Linked DNA regions of Sus scrofa: region 2 is linked to region 1. Evidence: chromatin contacts called from public Hi-C data. All regions are on one chromosome and are shown on one strand. The core of a region is the stretch at or near the end of the contact, and the rest is flanking DNA. Distances in the headings are between cores, read along the strand shown. Region 1 holds the start of MAML1 (mastermind-like protein 1). Region 2 holds the start of CANX (calnexin).

What was found. A called contact is a pair of places that touch in the nucleus more often than the background predicts.
Region 2: a Hi-C map of skeletal muscle shows a contact between it and region 1, with 2.4 times the contacts expected there. The contact joins the promoter of CANX here to the promoter of MAML1 in region 1. A contact is called at or near these places in 2 of 5 promoter capture datasets (fetal liver and liver), 13 of 47 Hi-C or Micro-C datasets (alveolar macrophages, brain, embryonic fibroblasts and 6 more) and 2 of 2 datasets of contacts at active chromatin or transcription factors (alveolar macrophages and skeletal muscle).

Annotation. Positions count from the first base shown.
Region 1 is chr2:78,875,209-78,877,908 of Sscrofa11.1, reverse strand. MAML1 (mastermind-like protein 1) reads left to right here and starts at 1,276. Exons shown (of 5, transcript XM_003123646.5): 1 at 1,276-1,892. The coding sequence starts at 1,578.
Region 2 is chr2:78,914,440-78,917,139 of Sscrofa11.1, reverse strand. It overlaps CANX (calnexin), which reads left to right and starts at 1,312. Exons shown (of 15, transcript NM_001243210.1): 1 at 1,312-1,494.

The DNA of each region.
Region 1 (2,700 bases), core at 27-2,526:
AGTGATATTTTTGAAAGACCACAACTGTATTTATGCAATATTAGGCTTTTGAAGTGCTTACTAAAGTACTGGAAATGTAATGCTCCTAGTTACTATTATCTTTGCTATTAGAAAAGAAATTATTTCCGGTGTAGAATTTGAAGAATGTTAAGAGCAGGACCATGTTATGGCATTCATGAGCCCTAGGCAATTTTGCCTTTCTGGGCCACTTAAATTTTTTTCTGCGTTTGTATAAAAACAAATACTATTTGAATGAGGACTCAATTTTTTTTTTCTGATTTTAAAATAAAACGTTTTCACTGGCCTAGTAAAAAGTGTAACATGTTTGAGCTATTATTGACGTTTCTCATTTTGGCACCTCCTATTTAACTTTTTAGCAATCAGGGTGCCAATACCTGTTTCTAGTTAACTTGGCCCAACACCACAGACTATCTGTTTCATTGCTCCTGTTTTTTCCCTACAGTCTCCCATTCTCTTTACGTACTGGTTATAATACTAGAGTGCAGTTGTCTTTAGTCGGATTTTGTTGAGTGACTCTGTTTTACCTAACAAGCTTTAAAACTTTTTAAAATCTTTAAAATATATTTTTTAAAGAGTTTGCAGGCTAGGCTCCCTGATTGGGTGGGTGTATGTGTGTTTACTTAAGGATCATCCTTTGCAGTTCTATTCTCCCACCACCACCACCACCCCGCAAAGAAAGAGCTAGACTCCTTTCTCTCTTCATATCTACTAGGGATTTTTTTTTTAAAGTGGTAGTTGAACTTGTGAAATCTGTTAAGACATATAAAGGGAGATGATAGTCTCGATGATTCAGAATAGTGCAAGAGGAAACAAACCTTTTCAGCTCACTCGTGTACGATTCTGACCAATTGTGAGGCTGAATGTAATGAGTGAGGGAAGAAAACCAGCTGGAAAAAGCATGGCTTACTTGAGAGCTCATCAAAGCCGAATTTAAAGAGGCTGAAGGAGTGCCAGGCGGGCGTCTGGGTTTAGCCAGTTAGGCCTGCCCCTCTTTCCTCTGCGGACCCGGAAGGGCCTCTCCGCATGAGGCGGTGTTAGGGCCGGCTCCAGGCGGTCTCAGTTGGCTGGAACCCAGGCCCGAAGCCCGCCCAGCTGCTACCCTCTGCCTCTCACTAGAGAGTTCCTTTTAAACTCCGCACGGGAGCCCTAGCGCGCTTCTTGCGTGCTCGTGCCCGCCCCTCGGGCCGCCCACTCTTTCTTCTCTGATTGGCTGCAATCCCTGTTCATCAGCCGTGACGCCGGGGTAGCTTGCCGGGGCCCTGCCCTCTTCCGAGAGCCCTGAAAACAATTTTAAGATGGCGGCGGCGGCGGCGCGGAAAACAATGGGTTCGGGGCGGCGGGGACAGGCCGAGGCCTGAGGTGGGCAGCGAACGCCTGCCCCGGTTGGGCCGAGCGGGGCCGGAGCAAGACCCGCCGCCGCGCTCGAGCCCGCTGCACAGCTCTCGGGGTCATGGCGTGGCCATAAGGCGGCCGGGCCACGGGCGGGGAGCGGAGCCCACAGTGCCAGCCGGCCCCGAGAGGCCCGACTTGGGCCCGGCCCGTGCAGCCCGCGGCCCATGGTGCTGCCCACCTGCCCCATGGCGGAGTTTGCGCTGCCGCGGCACAGCGCGGTCATGGAGCGCCTCCGCCGGCGCATCGAGCTGTGTCGGCGCCACCACAGCACCTGCGAGGCCCGCTACGAGGCCGTGTCGCCCGAGCGTCTGGAGCTCGAACGCCAGCACACCTTCGCCCTACACCAGCGCTGCATCCAGGCCAAGGCCAAACGCGCCGGCAAGCACCGGCAGCCGCCTGCCCCGGCCCCGGCCCCGGCGCCTGCCCCGGCCCCCCGCCTCGACGTCACTGACGGTCCGGAGCACGGCCGCCCTGTCGCGGTGAGTAGGGCTCGGGGAGCCTCCCCTTCCTGGGAGACTCTGCCCCGACGCCTCCTGGGGCCCTTTGAGACTTCCCCAGTGCCCTTAATTCGTCGGGTCTGGCTCGGGGGAGGCTAATATGGCAGGGACTGAGCAGTTGTCATCTGCGGGAAATGGCACTGTGGCATTACTTTGGGAAAACACGACCCCAAGGACCTTACGTTAAGGCTCCGGCCGGGAAGGTTGGCGAACCATCGTTGAAAGGTTTTTCTTCCAGACTTGATTCCGAAATTATGAGTAGTTTACTTTTGGAACAGACTGGTATTAAAGTTGCCTTTGAGAGTGGCTTCATTTACTCTGTAAATGTCCATTGGGTCCTTGCTCTTTGCAGCGTCAGGGCTTAAATATGAGAATAAGACGAACTTTAGTTGACCAGATCAAACTGTTCTGAATGGAAAATCCGAGAATCTGGAAATCTTAGTGAAGGCATAGTACTGCTCATTGCGTGGCACAAAAGTATTCTTTGTTTAGGGAATTCCGAAGTTTGTGTATTTGTGATTCCAGCAATATTGTGGACAATTCCAGTTTTAATTATAAGCCTGTTTAAAATCTCTGACGGTGTTAAGTTTCGTCGGTAAATTATTGTTCCCTTTGGGTTCTCAGTAGATATTCGGGAAATTTGTTGGTTAGAAGTTTTCCTCCCTGAAATTGATAAAACAGGTTTTGTTGTTGTTGCTTTCTGGGTAATGTGGAGTTTAGAACAAATGTTACCAATTTAATTTGTAATGTGTATTTTTTAATTCATGCCTTTATTACCTTTCACCTGGCC
Region 2 (2,700 bases), core at 63-2,562, 39 kb before region 1:
AATGAAAAAAACAAAAACAACAACAACAAAAAAACCCATGGGATTGCAGCCACATTTGTGACCTACGCCTAAGCTTAGGATGGATCCTTAACCCACTGAGCAAGGCCAGGGATTGAATCCGCATCCTCACAGACACTATGTTAGGTTCTTAATTCACTAAGCCACAATAGTAACTCCTGGAGGATCTTATTCATGAAATCCGTACTGTTGGAAAATGCTTCAAAGAAGCAAACAACATCCTGTGGCCCTTCAAACTATCTTCTCCTGAAGGGCCCAGATAAATAGATCTAACAGGCTTATTAAATGGATGAACTGAGTTGTCTATGTGATTATTTTTGTAATCTGGGTCAGTAAATAAAGTGACTTCAAATTGTGAAAAAAACAAACACAAAATTCATTCTTCAGAGATTTGGCCTCAGCTTCCTTTTAAGAACATTGTGCTTTAACGGAAAAAAAATCTCTAACAAGATCCTTAGTAGGATCTACAGTCCTGCTCTGTCTCAGGCCCAGAAAACTGAAGATGTGCTAAAAGTTAGTTACAAAATCTGTGGTGTGTTTGAAAATTTTCCATTGCACCATCTTTTTCTCACTCACTGCTGTTAAGTGTGATTGTGCCCTTTTTGTCTTATCTTGCTTTTGGAAACATCACAAATTGAAAGTTGAAGTAACGCTGGATTATAGTATTCTGGGCTATATTTTGACGTTGGGTGATAAGGCGGCCTCAGACTGCTGGGCCCAGAGCAATGACTCTGCAGGAACGGTGGCGCCTGGTGTACAGCGACTCCAGGACAGGCCAAGGGAGCCGTGACTGATTCCATCATATCTGCGCACTCGCTGCACTGGAAACCAGGTCCTTCCCGATGGCTCAATGGACCTCCCACCCATCCTGCCAGCTTCCATTTGCTCTCTCATCGAAGGGAATGAGATGCCAGACCCCGAGGCCCGGGTCCAGGCACCTGAACGGTCGAAACCATAGAAATTAGGATGCAGTGCCGGGCAGCGCGCCCACTAAGGCACCAGAACAACCAGCGCGGGAACGCCTGCCTGGCCAGTCCCGCCCCACGACGCGCGCGCGCGCGCGCGCGCCCCCGCCGATCCCGATGCCGCCGTACACCGCCTCCTTCCATACTGCCCAACCAACAGCCACTTCCTGCCTCACTCCTAACCAATCCCCACACTCCACGAAGAATAGCCCTAGGGGGCGTATGGGAAGGTGCATAGAGCGATGGCCACAATAACCAATTGAATTCAGGATCTTGCGCGAGAGGGCGGGACTTGGCGCTGGTGGTAGCTACTGAGGAGACAGGGGCGGACGCAGGGCCGGGCTTCGTGCGGTGGGGCTCGCTCGCGCGGCGGCTGCAGGAGTCGAGGCCTCTTGGTTCTGCGGCACGTGACGGTCAGGCTCCCTCAGCCGCTGTCTCCACTGCAGCGTGGGGCCAGGTGTGCGGGCGGGAGGAGGCGCGGGCACCACCGGCGGTCCTCCTGAGGCTTGAGGTGAGACAGGGGCCTGCCCGTGTCTTCGGGCCTGTGAGGACCCTCGGGGGCCTGGGTGCGCGGCCTGGCGGCGGAGGTCTCGAGAAGCCGGGCGTGGCCGGGGCTGAGGGGTCCGGCTGAGTTTCGATGGCTCAGGCCCTGGTGGACCCGCCAGACGGGATGGGTTAGGCCTGAACCTGGGCCGCTTGAGTTGCGGAGCCAGGCCCAGGCCGCGCCGCCGGGGTTGGGAGGCGTGGCAGGTGTCCTAGAGCCTTTCTTGACCTCTGGGAAAGCTAACTTCTCTTCATGGTTCTGCTTCTAGGGCTTTCTTATACCTATTGCTGACTGCCTGGGAAGCTGTGAGGTGGGGTAGAGTAACCGGGTAAAGGTCTGGAATAGGATCGGGCCTTGTTGGTACTCTTAGTAGTGGGGAAAGGTGATAATAGGACAGAGAGAGGATATTTAGAATTAGCATTACAGATCTAAAATTTGAAAATTAAAACCGCAAAGTGAAGACTGGACTGTAGCAGCCTGAAGAGTATGGAGAATGTGCTAGAACACGCACTGGTTAAAAAACTTAAGTCCTAACATTTACATCTATTTGGAGATTGGGGGAGTAAGTAATCTCGTCGTAAATTCAGTGGGCTTTTAAAAGCAGGAAAGCACCCAAAAGCTCTCCGTGGGCAGGTCGTTTTATAGTGAAGGAAACTGAGGCCCAGAGCTCAGAAATGATCGGCCCAAGGTCATGCGATTAGTTTTATGATCACGTTGGAATTACAGTTGAAAGCTAGGCAGTTTGTGTGTAGTGGTTAAGACTAAGGCCCTTGTTCAGGTCCTTCATCAGCCATTTGTTGCTATGTGAACCTGGGCAGTTCACTTCGTTTCAGATAATGGATGTAATACCTGATAGAGTTGTTGTTACCATTAAGACGTGTGTAAGAAAGAGCAGGAAAGTTAGATGTACATTTTTAACTGCTTGATAAATGACTGCAGTAAATTATTATGGTGAATGCTGTTGATCCACTACACTAACATCCTAATTAGCTAAGTCCTATTTTCCAGGACCTGAAGTCACATTTATGGAAATAGGAGGAAGAAACTGGACCTAGTGGTTTGACTGCTGATTGAGGGAAGTTAAACTGAGCTGGATATTAATTAAAAGCTTGGGAGGAGAAAGGTGAACCACAGTTAGGTCTCTTTACCTCTAATTTAAGAAATAGAACCTTT